2 separate regions of the Triticum aestivum genome follow, and region 2 is linked to region 1. The links are chromatin contacts, called in public Hi-C maps. All regions are on one chromosome and are shown on one strand. The core of a region is the stretch at or near the end of the contact, and the rest is flanking DNA. Distances in the headings are between cores, read along the strand shown.

What was found. A called contact is a pair of places that touch in the nucleus more often than the background predicts.
Region 2: a Hi-C map of leaf shows a contact between it and region 1, with 6 times the contacts expected there. The contact joins the enhancer-like site here to the promoter of LOC123071353 in region 1. A contact is called at or near these places in 3 of 5 Hi-C or Micro-C datasets (leaf and root) and 1 of 1 datasets of contacts at active chromatin or transcription factors (leaf).

Annotation. Positions count from the first base shown.
Region 1 is chr3B:627,793,805-627,800,372 of IWGSC CS RefSeq v2.1, forward strand. It overlaps LOC123071353 (protein SOSEKI 4), which reads right to left and starts at 2,826. Exons shown (of 4, transcript XM_044494894.1): 1 at 2,009-2,826; 2 at 1,825-1,894; 3 at 929-1,699; 4 at 1-15. The coding sequence starts at 2,264.
Region 2 is chr3B:628,551,006-628,557,573 of IWGSC CS RefSeq v2.1, forward strand. No RefSeq gene overlaps it. Among protein-coding and RNA genes, the nearest start is that of LOC123071355, 69 kb to the right of the region's middle. Within about 2 kb of position 2,311, at least 8 of the 8 cell types and tissues checked have an H3K27ac peak or open chromatin away from gene starts, as enhancers often do. A contact at or near this core is called in leaf and root, where this site is marked.

The sequences.
Region 1 (6,568 bases), core at 1,576-4,075:
TCCGCCTTCTGCGCCCTGCCATCCACCATCACATATTCAGAATAAATAGTACAGTAAGTCGCAAGCAGTTATCATTTCGCATCGCCGTCTCTCGCACCCTCCATCATCACGACTCTCGTACAGCACAATCCGCGGCGGAGTACTTGGCACAAAGATCGGCTTCTTTGTACAAGAGCGCCGCATGTATGGCTCAAGGGCTCCCTCCCCTGGGCCACACCCCGGTTGAGCCGGAGGAGTTCAATGCCTGACAGAGGCGCTTACTTGAACAGTACTCATTACAAGCTCACGTTGTAGATTGTACCAACTTACTACTCCTGCTTAAAGCAGCAGTAGTAGTCCTAATAATGTATTGATGGCTTCACGTCTTACTCGGTCCCTCGGATTATTACCAGTGCTACTACGTACTTACTACTGCGCAGTGACCGGGTGCTACTACGTACTATGCACTTGTACCGGAGTCACGGGCTCATGTCTCTGAACCAAGTGTAAATCCAAAACTTAATTAAGTTCAGCAATGGCTCGTGTCTCACGCCAAGAACACTTCCAAGATTTGGTGCTGGCTCGCGAGCCAGCACGGGCCCGTGCCAGCCGAGAATTCAAGGCGCGTCCCTGACATTCTGGATCGACCGATCCGTTCTGTTTGTGACTTGTGAGCGATAGCTCCGTGAGACCTATTCCTATTTATGAATGTAACCACCGATCAAGTACCCCGAGTGGAATTTTCGCAGTGCCTTTAACTAACTGCCACTACGGCAGGACGAATCAATGAAACAGTGCCCGACTGACCGCCATTAACGACGGCCAAAAAGCTTTGGAATGACAAGCTGCTGGTAGTCACTAACTAGAACCGAATAGTGGTGGTGCCGGTTTAATTTGTTGGGTGCGTGCTTATCGGCATTGATGGTCGGCAAGGAGTGTGGTGTTATACCTGTCGGCGTTGTAGGAAGACGACCGCCGGAGGACGGCCAGGTCCTGGCACGGGTCGGCGGCCGAGCACTGCGTCTCCACCAGGCTCCCGCTGAAGTACTCCTTGTCCTCGACCACCTTCTGCCGGTAGACGGCCGTCTCGGCTGCCGCGACGGCCGCGTGCGCCGGCGGGCGCGGCGGGCGTGGGCGGTAGTGCACCCCGCGCGGCATCACCGGTGTGGCCAGCCCGCCCTTCACCGACACGGACCCGCACGAGATGAGCTGCATCAGCACGGACGACGCCCGGGCCCTGCTCCCGCCGCCGGGGACGGTCGCCAGGACGCGGCCGTCCGCCTTGATCAGCGCCTCGAGCGTCTCGGGGCTCGTGGACGCCGTCGGCGGCGACGTCTCCTCGCGGCTCAGCTCCTCCTGGGCGCGCCTCTGGTGACCGCGGCTCCGCCCACGGTGCCCGTCCTCGGTCTGCGTCGCCGCGTCCGCTGCCGCCGCGGCGCGGTCCTCGGCCTTGTACACCCTGTACTCGCCGAGCTCACCTGTGCCGCACGCGCCGGCGACGCCCTTCCTCTGGGCGTGCTCCCAGCCTGACGAGGAGGACGTGGTCGTGTCCTGGGAGCCGGAGGAGCAGGACGACGCCGCGGCCGCGTCGAGCAGCGGGAGGTGGATCGCCGGCGGGTGCAGCCGCTCGGTGCCCTTGAGCACGTACTCCCGCCCGCCCACCGGGTGCACGTAGTCGTCATCCGCCAGGTCGTGCCACACGAACCCGTTCCGGTAGCTCCTGCGCAGTGCAACAACACCGCAAATCAGCAAACAATGGCAGAATGCATGACAGAGCGCCAGAGCCTCCATGCCCTTCTTGCGCATCGCCGATGAACTAATCAAAATTTAAGCCGAACTGCAAACCTCTTGGAGGCCCATGAGTACATGCGCGCCATCCCCTTGCCTCGCAGTGCGTCGAGCCGATCGATCACATCTACAGTACATACATACATACAGCAAGCAACAATAGCACATGACGCTCAGTGTAGTGCAGAACGAAACAAGAAAGACGCACGCGCCATGAGCAGACGGTACGCGGCCGGCGTACCTCGGAGGTAGAGGCCGTCGGGGGACGAGAGGGCGACCTCCATGAAGTGCGGGTGCTCGAGCTGCCCGTTCCTGGACAGGTAGTACACGACGGCGACCCTGGCCGGTCCCGGCCTTGGGCGCGGCGGCCTGGGCACCGCCGCCATGTCGGGGCTCCGCTGCCCCTGCTGCTCGCGCCAATGCGTCCTCGGCTGCTGCTCCCCTCGCGCCCTGCCACCCCCACCGCCAGCGCCACCCCCCGCCACCACCACCGCCATCTATATATCTCCAAGCTCGAGGCTCTATCGCCGTGCTTGGATAATGGATATGCTGCAATCTCGTATCCGGGGACGCTATAACAAGCAGCAGGCGGGGCACGTACGTACGTGGTCAGCAGAGCACAGCAGCGGCGGCAGCTAGCGCTTAAAGCTCCCGAGCGCGACACAAGGGAAGGTGCAAAAGGAGGCCGCAGCGACGCAGTGATCAGGCATTCAAACCCCCCGCAGGACCATCGAGCAGCTGTAAGCTTTGGCCTCTGGCTAGCGGCGCAGAAGCTGCAGAGCGGTTTGGTGCAGCAGCAGCAGCAGTGAGAGTGAGGTTAAGGTGACGGTGACCGGGTTGGATTGAGCAAGGAGGGGACGAAAGCATGGGTCTGGTTGTTTGTTTCTCCTCAGGGTCAACAATGACCAGAGGAGGGGAGGGGTCTTGTTTCCACTTTGTATGGAGGATTGTCCTGTTGGCGGTACCGGGGGTTAATTAGTGGCACTGTTGACTAATGCAGTGGGGATTTGCGGTTCGGAGGTGACTTTGAGGGCGGGTGTTAATGTGGGGAAGGGGACTGGTTTCTGGAGCGTGGCGAAATGGCAGCTGCTTTGGCGCTGCAAACCGGTTGTTTTAAGCGCAAGGGTTTGACTATCGAGGCCCGGCACCGCACGTATGGGCACGGCGACACCGGCCATGCTCGGCGGGCCCCAAGTGTCAGTCAGTCGGTGGAAGCACGCTGTGCAAAGCGTAGTGTAAGGCTTGATTATAGATTAGCGTCACTTCATGTCTGATGGTGCCCCCCGACAACGGATTAATAAGCTGGGCATGTGCGCGTGAAGCCGGCCTTGGAGCACGGGTGTACTATGATGGTATGACTGTACACTACAGTTGCCGTTGATGATGCTACTGGTAAAATCTGATTTGTTTGTTGAACGCAAAACAATAAAACTTTCTGATTTGTTTTTTTGGCAAATTGCTAGTAAAAATATTTGGAAGCATTTGCGTGCGTGGGAAGGCTGCGATCCCTGTCCTGTCCTCCCTCCCGAGTCTCGCTGCCTGCGTTCCACGCGGGAGAAGCGGACGAGTATACTAATCCGAGCCATGTGAGAGGGGCCCTGGCCATCGGGCATCCTTAAACAATGAGATCTCTTAGACTAGCCACTGTGGGAGTAACTTCGGTAATAATATCGAGTCCAACTCAGCAAATTTGTTTATGTGGCAACGAGTTAATGATGAGAGATATAGTACTAGTAACTTAGCTAATTACTGTAACATCACATGTCCCAATGCAACATGAGTCTATAACCTAATAAATGAAGCTTTGCATGTTATCACACTCATGTTATTACCCACTATTGAGGTAGTAATATAGTCTAGGGATATGTGTATGTTACTAGTGTATGTTACTCTCCATTGTGGCTAGTCTTAAACAATCCCATGGCCCGATATGAGTGGGTGCATCATTCTAAAGCCGGTTGTAATGGGGAGTATCATATACTAGTATCATGCATATGATACTAGTGTATGATACTACCTCCCTAATGCATAGTACTCCCTCCATTCCCTTATACAAGGCCACTATGAAAAATAAAATTTGCATCTATATAAGGCCACTAACAGTAATCGAGGCAAAAATTAATGATGTTTCTCGTACTATCAACTTGTTTAATACTTGTATGCATGTAGCCATAATGACATTGTGCTACTTCCTTCCCATGCCTTCTTTGCATGCATGCGGGGGTATTAATGAACCCGGTTAACGAAAAGAATAATTGACTTATAAAGCAGTCATTAAATTTTACATTGGTACATGTAATTTGAGTTTGTAGCCTTGTATAAGGGAATGAAGAGAGTATCATATATTAGTATCATGTAGTACTTTATTTATTGACATGCATAACACAAAGTAGCATATCATTTAATATGATACGGTATCATGATATGATACTACACCTTTTTTTTATTTAATGCTATGACACCTCATCAAAATTGTTTAGTTGGTATGCATGATACTAGTTATGATACTACCATTACGATCAGCCTAACCAGGGCCATTTAGCACTAGGCCCCACTTGCCACGAGTCAGCGGGGCCAGAGGCAACGGTGGTCAGGCAACGTAGTCAGTGGCAGTGGCTGATCTTGGCCATAGTTTAGGAGGACGTTTACGAGGGGGGCAACCGGGCAGGGCCAGCGACTACGAGGTGGCGCGGCGCGGACAGCGAGACTGCACGGCGGGCGAGCGAAGCCGGTGCTTTACCGGAGCCGAGAGAGACGGAGGGAGGGGGCGAGGCTGCGTTTGACTCACGGAGACGGACGGGACGGTGCGGTGCGACGCCGGGCGTCGAGATCCGCGCCGGCAGTCCCACTCGCGTCGCGCGCCGATCGATCCAGCCCTCCGTTTGTTTTCTCCTTTTCACGGCCTGTCGTCCTCTCGCTCTTTATCGCGCCTCGGTAATACAGACGCGTAGTAGTAGTACTGATTACTAGCTGATGTGGTACCTGACACCGATGATCAGACCGACGAATGCCTACTGATTGCTCCGTGACCATGCGCGCCTGCCGCAATCGATCGATTTCTCATTTTAACGCGGTCGGGGCATCGGAATTCGTACGCATTTTCGTGTGCCTTTCTCTTCTTCGTGGCGGGAGCAGAAACACATGAGCGCGCGCCGCGCGGCATGCGATTTGGAGCCCCTTCGACGACGACGTCGGCCCTCCTCCACCTCTCGCCGCACGGGTGCCCGTGAAGGAAACACCGGCGTTTTTGGCGTCGTTTAAGCAACTCCAACGCGGCGACCCAAACATACGCCGATTTTGTTCATATTTTGCCCGTTTGAATCGGCTCAGCGGACATCAACATCCGACGTCCGCTTTCACGTTTGGGTCGGCACATGCACCCAACGTTGACCCGACCCATTTTAACGGCGCAATTTTTTTTAGAATAGAAACATTTTGAAAATAAAAACAAACATTAGATGGTGCCCTGCCTTAAAGCTACCAAAGCCGGCGGCGATGCTATGTGGTTATGGAACTGAAACCATGGCGTTTTTTCAGATGCCTGATAATGTTTGTAGGGAGGATCTCTCACAGCAGGACTCACGGATAACTTTGGTTTCAATTTCTGGTGGTTCACTTTCTGCCAATACTGTGGAGGTGGAGGTGGCTATGATTGCTCAGGTTTAGCATGAGTGGAATTGGGAGGCGGTGCCACATGGTGTGGATGCATTTCTGATGTCGTTTCCTAGTGAGGAGGTTTTGCAGAGGGTGACCGGTTTTGCAGTTTTCCTCAAGTCTCACAATGTCACCATCGAGTTCAAGCCTTGGAAGTCAGACGAGATACCACATCGTTTCGAGCTTATTCCTATTTGGGTACATGTGCACGGTGTGCCTCACGCTCTTCGTCATTTCTTGGGTCTTTGGGCGGTCGGCTCGGTTATTGGAGCTACTCTGGATGTCGATCTTCTATGTTTGCGTCGCAGAGGAATTGTTCGTATTTAGGTAGCGGTGCTGAACCTAGATGCTTTCAAGAGAAGCACAATTGATTCTCTTTCTTCTGACATAGTCGTTCAGAGGAAGGGTTATGAGTTCCGGTACAGCCAGGAAAAAGAGGACTTTCGTGTTGATGCTGATTTTGTGCCTCGAGTATGGGAGCATGGGGATGATTCAGGAGGCGATAAGGGACATGAGAGGGATGACACAGTGGGGGGCAATGATACCAGTAAAAGGCCCAAACCCACTTCTTCATCATCCAACAACACCTCGGCCCCTCCTACCTCGGGCGGAGTGGTACCCATGCAGATGGCCATTGCCGTCACACCGCCGAACCCTCATCGAGGCTTACATCTACTTCTTCGTCACTCATGGGGTCTTCTTCGTCGGTGCCGGCTACTTCGTGTAACATTGCTTCTCCGACGACGCTGGCGCCCCGGTCCTCGACGCCGCCATCACCGACTCACTGGTCGGCGCCGCCGCACCTCGACGACGGGGGTCACATGCGTCCCATACTGGAGGAGATGGCAACCGCGGTGGTGAATGCGAGCACTCCATCGCCACCACCATCGCCTACATCTGTCTCTCCGACTCGACGGGGAGTGATCTTCTCCCCGTCCATTCGTGCTAGCCAAGAGTCTGCCAGGGCGGAACTCCGCGCGTTATCATCTACACCTCCATCACCAGGGGGCGTCGGCTACCGATCCCGAGGAGGCTGAGGAGCAGCCCCTGCGATCTTCTTCTTCACCACCACAACAGTCTACTCCGCCTCTCGGAGTCGTCACAGGCTCAGCGGCCGATATTACTCCTTCGCTGCTGAGGCACAGCG
Region 2 (6,568 bases), core at 1,061-3,560, 760 kb after region 1:
AAAATCATGTCGTTCTTGCAGTTCCATATGGCCCAAATAAGCATGCATATTCCAATCCGAATACGAGACGTGGTATATGATGTACTCCAGCTAACCATGTCCCAAATAATGATTCAATGCTAACTGGAGGAATAATGTTAAAGGCTATATGGATCGTTCACCAAAGTAATTTCGCGAGAGGGAAATCTATGAATATGTGTTGTATTGTTTCATCGTGATCACAAAAACAACATCGTGCACTGCCTACCCATTGTCACTTTACAAATTATCTTTGGTGATGATCACTTGCTTGTGGACAAACCACATAAAGATTTTAATACGCAAGGGAACCTTAACTCTCCAGATATGTATCGATCTCGGGATTGGGCCAAAATTAATTAGATCCACATACATGGATTTAACCGTAAATACACCGTTCTAGCTAACTTACAGTGAAACGAATCTGGTTGGTCGGAAAGTTGAACCTCCATCAGCCTCCGTACAAAGTGCATCCAGGAGTTCCAGCGCTCCCCAACTAAATATCGCCTAAAATGGAAATTTAAGGGTATCGATTGTAATACTATTCCCATGCAATCCTCCTTACACTGTACAATAGTATAAAGGGTGGGATATTGTATGGCTAGAGATGTCTCCCCTAACCACGTATCCTCCCAAAATCTTGTTGTCGTTCCATTACAAACCAAGAATTTTCCCCTACGAAAGAACAAATCTTTCATTCCCATAAGCCCTTTCCAGAAAGGTGAATCATTAGGTCTCACGGTCACTTGGGCAAGAGTTTTAGATTGCAAGTATTTGTTGAGTAGGATCTGTGCCCACATACCCTCCATCTCTACTGATAACGTATACAACCATTTACTCATGAGGCATTTATTTTTAATTACCAGGTTCTCAATACCGAGGCCTCCCTGGTCATTAGGTTGGCAGATGATATCCCATCTCGCCAGGCGATATTTCCTTTCGGCGTCATCTGACTGCCAAAAAATTGAGACTGGAAAAAGTCTAATTTCTTCCGTACCCCTTTGGGTACTTCGAAGAAAGATAACCGAAACATCGGCATACTAGTTAATACTGAATTAAGAAGCACTAACCGACCTCCATACAACATTAGCTTGCCCTTCCAGCAGCTAAGCTTTTTCTCAATTTGGTCTTCTATGCATTTCCATTCTTTATTCGAAAGTTTGCGATGATGAATCGGTATGCCCAAGTAACTGAATGGCTTAGAACCTAATTCACATCCGAACAATTGTTTATATGTGTCTTGTTCCTCTTTAGCCCTACCAAAGCAGAACAATTCGCTCTTGTGAAATTAATTTTTAGTCCCGACAATTGTTCAAAGAGACATGACACTAGTTTCATATTCCGAGCCTTTGCAATGTCATGCTCCATGAAAAGAATAGTGTCATCGGCATATTGTATGGATACTCCCCCATCGACTAGATGTGGGACAAGTCCACCAACTAGGCCGTTCTCTTTGGCCCTACCGATCAGAACGGTCAACATATCAGCCACTATATTAAACAAGAGAGGAGACATCGAATCCCCCTGTCTCAAGCCCTTATGAGTCTGAAAATAATGTCCAATATCATCATTAACCTTTATTCTGACACTACCTCTTTGGACAAGAGAATCCGCTGGTTCCGCCATGTCTCATTAAAACCCTTCATACGCATTGTCTGCTGAAGGAAAGGCCACTTAACTTTATCGTATGCCTTCTTGAAATCCACTTTGAAGATAACCCCGCCTAGTTTCTTCAAATGGATTTCATGTAGAGTTTCATGGAGGACAACAACCCCTTCTAGGATATGCCTTCCCGGCATAAAAGCCATCTGACTCGATTGTACAATCGAATGAGCGATTTGTGTCAGTATATTAGTACCCACTTTCGTGAATATTTTGAAACTCACATTCAGAAGACAAATCGTCCTGAATTGCTTGATGTGGACCGCTTCTTCTTTCTTTGGCAAAAGCATAATCAAACCAAAGTTAAGATGAAACAGTTCCAGGTGACCACTAAAGAAATCATGAAACATAGGCATAAGATCATCCTTAATAATAGGGATAATTGATATTGTGCCCTTAGTTGCGTCCCACTCGACTGATTTGCCCCTAATTTTGAAAAACTCATGGTCCTGTCTAAGTGTGTTTGGTCCTCCTATGTTTTAGCCCTTCCGTCCCAATTCCTTCCGGTCAAAGCCAGTTGACTATTAGGGAGACAACTTTTTGGACCATTTTTCCCTTGCCGCTTGGAACTTCCCAGCCAACCACCACCACCGCGACCCGCATGGCCCATATTTGGCCCTCCTGGCCCGGTTGTGTCATCGCAGTCGAGCGGCCACATGCCCGCTCCCGCGAGCGCCAGCCTCCTGGAGCTCCTGTAAGCCCCAACCACCTCGCCGCTCCGGCAAGTCGACGGCGAACAGATGAGTTCGCCTCCATCGCCGGATTATCCGCCCCGCTTCGGCCACGTCCAGATCCCCGCAGTTCCTCATCGTTCCCGTCGCCGGAGCACCTGCACCTCGCCTATCTGCCTCACAGCCACGCCGGAGCGCTGCGTCGCGCGACGTCGCCAAGGTCGTCATCCAGCTAGGTGGCCGAGGTAGGTGCCCGGAGGCCCGAGCCTCCCGCGGCTGAATCCGCCGGAGCCACCAAGACAAGGTGGATCCAGGGATGGCGACGCAGATCTTGGGGCATGAAGGCAGGGGCTCGGCAGCGCGATGGAGGGGAGGCCGGACCGGCGCGGGGCATGGAGGCTTCGACTAGACTGGATCCGGCCAGGATGGAGGTCGGGTAGGGACAGGCGACCGGTGGCGAGGCTCAGGGTGCCATGGCCGGGATGGAGGTCGGGGAGGAGTTGGGGGAGGAAGAAGATAGGAAGGTGGGTGGGGGTGTGGGTCCCATGAGGAAGAGAGAGGGAAGGCTTTTTTCTATTGTATTTAATTGGGTCCCACATGTAAGTGTAACTTTTTTCTTTGATTTTTAACTAAACTTGTAAGGAAGGGAAAAAATGGTCCAAAAAATGGTCTCCCAAATAGTCAACTGCCTTTGACCGGACGGAATTGGGATTGAAGGGCAAAAACATAAGAGGACCAAACGCACTTGGGCAGGACCACGGGTTTTTTCAAAATTAAGGGCAAATCAGTCGAGTGGGACGCAACTAAGGGCACAATATCAATTATCCCTTAATAATATGCTAACATTTCCTGTAAAACGCTGCAGGGAAGCCGTCTGGTCCCGGTGCTTTATTTGGTTTCATTTGAGAAATTGCATCGAAAACCTCTTTCTCAGTGAACGGTGCAGACAAAATCTCATTTTCATCCGCTCGTAGCTGAGGGATATCTCCCAATACAAACTCATCTAGGGAGACCTTATTCTCAACCGGCGGCCTGAAAAGTTGTTTGTAATAGTTGGAGATATTTGACTTGAGGTTCTCATGACCCACCACGGTCCCCTCGTCCTGTTAAAGCTGGATGATTATCTTCTTCATATGTTTATCGTTCGCGATCATGTGAAAAAATTGTGTATTGTCATTCCCTTGGGCAACCTTGAGAACCTTAGCACCCAAGGCCCATTTTAGTTCTTCTTCTCTAAGAAGAGCACGTAGGCTTTGGTCAGTTTCGGACTTTGTGGCCTGTTCCACCTCAAGATGGCAATAGGGCCCCGAAACTCACGTCCCGCGGGTTTTTACTCTATTAGGGGACGGGGATGGGCGTCTTTTTAACCCCATGGGGCTACTTCTGAGTAAAATATAAAACCCGATACGTTTCGCGGGTTTAAAACCGTTTGAGCAATACCCGAACCCGAAACTCGCCATCCCCGTCAAAATACTATAGTAAGCCTAATTAGACATCTTGTTGAACCATGTATGGCTGAATAATGGTTTGTTGCTGAAATATACTTATGTAGTGGTTGTTATTGCTCTTTGTAGTTGTTGTTATTGCTCTTTTTGCTCAAGTTATGCCCCTGAAATATGCTCCTTGTAACTGTTGTTATTGCACTTTTTGCTAAAGTTATGCTGCTGAAATATGCTCCTTGTAGCTGATGAACCATGTATGTGCTGAAATTTTCGTAAGTTATGTTGCTGAAATATGTTGTTTTTGCTGTTGAATTGCTACTATGTTTGCTTAAATATGTCGATTTTCCCGTGGGTTTAAAAAACCCGATAGGTCTAGGGGACGGACAAAAAACAAGCCCCGCGCACGGTGACGGGGACGGGGACGGGTTTGTAATTTTCTCGCGGGGATGGGTTTGGGAAGGCAAAACCCAATTGGTTTCATCCCCGTTGCCATCTTGAGTGCCACCACATCGAGTAGGTTCAATTATGCTTTTAGGTCCAAAGCCTCAATCAGTTGGGTGAGTCTTTCTTTTTCTTGTTTGTAAATTTCACTTTCGTTTCTCGCCCAACCCCGTAAAAATTGTTGTAGATGCCTAATCTTGTTTTGCCATCTCTCTAAACTAGATCGTCCACTAACAGGCTTCGCCCATTCTAGCACAACCATACTAGACAACTGCACAATTCTAGCACAAGAACCACCGAATATCAATTTTCTTGCAGGAAAACGAGAGCTTTATTAAGTGGTCAATATAGTTATTACAATCGATTGCGAATAATAGATAACTCCAGCACGCAAGGAGCCCTATTCGTGCAACATATCACAAAATAAGACACCTTGAAGAGCACACGGTGCTGAGCTCAACAAAACGAATCATCCGCTTTTTTTCAGCCTGCTAAGTCTCCTCCTGACAGAGCCATACGTAATTTCATAACACAATGAACTTTGTCTTGGCTGATAGTTTCTCCCCGATGGAATCTAAGCCAAGGCGACGGGTAGCAGAGAGAGCAGCTACTTTGGCCTGATCAATGTGTGCAGCATGGCGCCTTACGGGGTCTACTGTCAAAACCTCCAGAGCAGGGGCATTTTCCACAATGTGTACCATAACTTCTACCTGACTCTTTGTACCTATGAAATTACGAGAGAAAAGTCCACATTTCAACCCCAAACTTACCACTAAGTTTAATTTACAACCCTGAACTTCAAAACCGGTCGGGATACACCCTCAACTTATCATGAAGTTCAGAACACAACCTTTGGTCTTGGTTTTCCGTTGGTCAAACGGTTTTGACCACAGTCAATGCTGACTGGGCATGCCGACTCAGCAGCCAATGCCAACTCAGCCTAGGGATCGTTTTTGGTGTCTCACTCGCCTGACCCCGACTCCTGCTCCTCCTCTGATACAGCAGTAACCGCCCCCGCTGCACCTGACTACGGCCACTGCCGGCACTGCTGCATCGGCGACCCCGTCAAGTACGTCTCCTCGGCAAGGTGCGCATCCGGCTCTCGACGCTCCAGACCGGACGCATCCACACGCACTGGTACGCGCCGCCCATGGCTATTTTATATAGGTCGATCGAGTTTCTCTGGAATGCACTTGGTTCGCTAGGCATGACGCCAATTTTCCACGCGCGCATGACCCAGCAGAGCAAGCGATCGAGCAAGACGTACGTGCAGATCTGCTTTCCTGGCATGATATGGATCCGATCATGAGCGTGCGCAAGAGTCAAAGATTCAGATAGCATGCAAAGTGGCAGCATCTGTACCGTACATACGCTCATATCCCTCCATGCCGGCGACATCAAGAATTCAAGATGGGGGAGCTCCATCTCGCCATGCGTTTCTCGAGCACGTCGACACTGGGCCTGCTCCAGACTTACTCGCAGCCGCACCTGCCGCTGATGCACTACCAGTGTACCACTGCCCGCTCTCCGTGGTGCAGCAGGAGAGGCTGCTGCGGGAGGCACCAGATGGACCTGCCTCTGCGCCGGGAGTGCGAGATGCACGGGCACCGGTGGAGCATGCAGCGCAGCAAGGCTCTACGTCCAGCGTTGGTTGTGGCTGCTCCTCGAGTGGGTTTGCCCGTGCCATATGGGAGGACGTACTCGGGTGGCGGTGGTTTTGCCCATGGAGAGCGCCGACACGCACTGCAGCTCTCCTCCGTTGCATGTGCTAGAGCTGGCGCCGGTGTGCGGCTACAGTCACGGTGCATGCATGTCTGCCATGGTCAATGCACATGAGGTGCTCGACGTAATGTAATGCGCACATAGGTCAGCTCCAGCGAGCCCGCACCGCCACGAGCTCCTACTAGCACGCCCGTACTGTTGAGAGCTCTTGCTAGCTTGACAAGCAGCAGCAATACTAGCAAGCCCGAGCACGCCCATAATGCTGCGAGCTCTCGCTAGCTGGACGAGCAGCAGCAAAGAGAAGCTGCTGGAGGACGGTGCTATTCATGCGCGAGCAGCTGAGAGAAGATGCAGCGTGAGGCCGCTCGAGCTGTGGCTTGCGGGTACGGCACAGATGCAGCGGTGGCCGGGGGCACGGCAGCGACAGCTATTGCATTCACGGGAGGAGCAGGAGGCGCGAGACAGAAAAAAGTCAAAGAACGATTCACGTGTTTGTTTTTCAGTCCTCCCAACCCTAGATTAGTTGGCACTGCCCCGACACCATTGACTGCGGTCAAAACCGCTTGACCAATGCAAACCGGAAACCAGGGTTGAGTTCTGAACCTCGTGGTT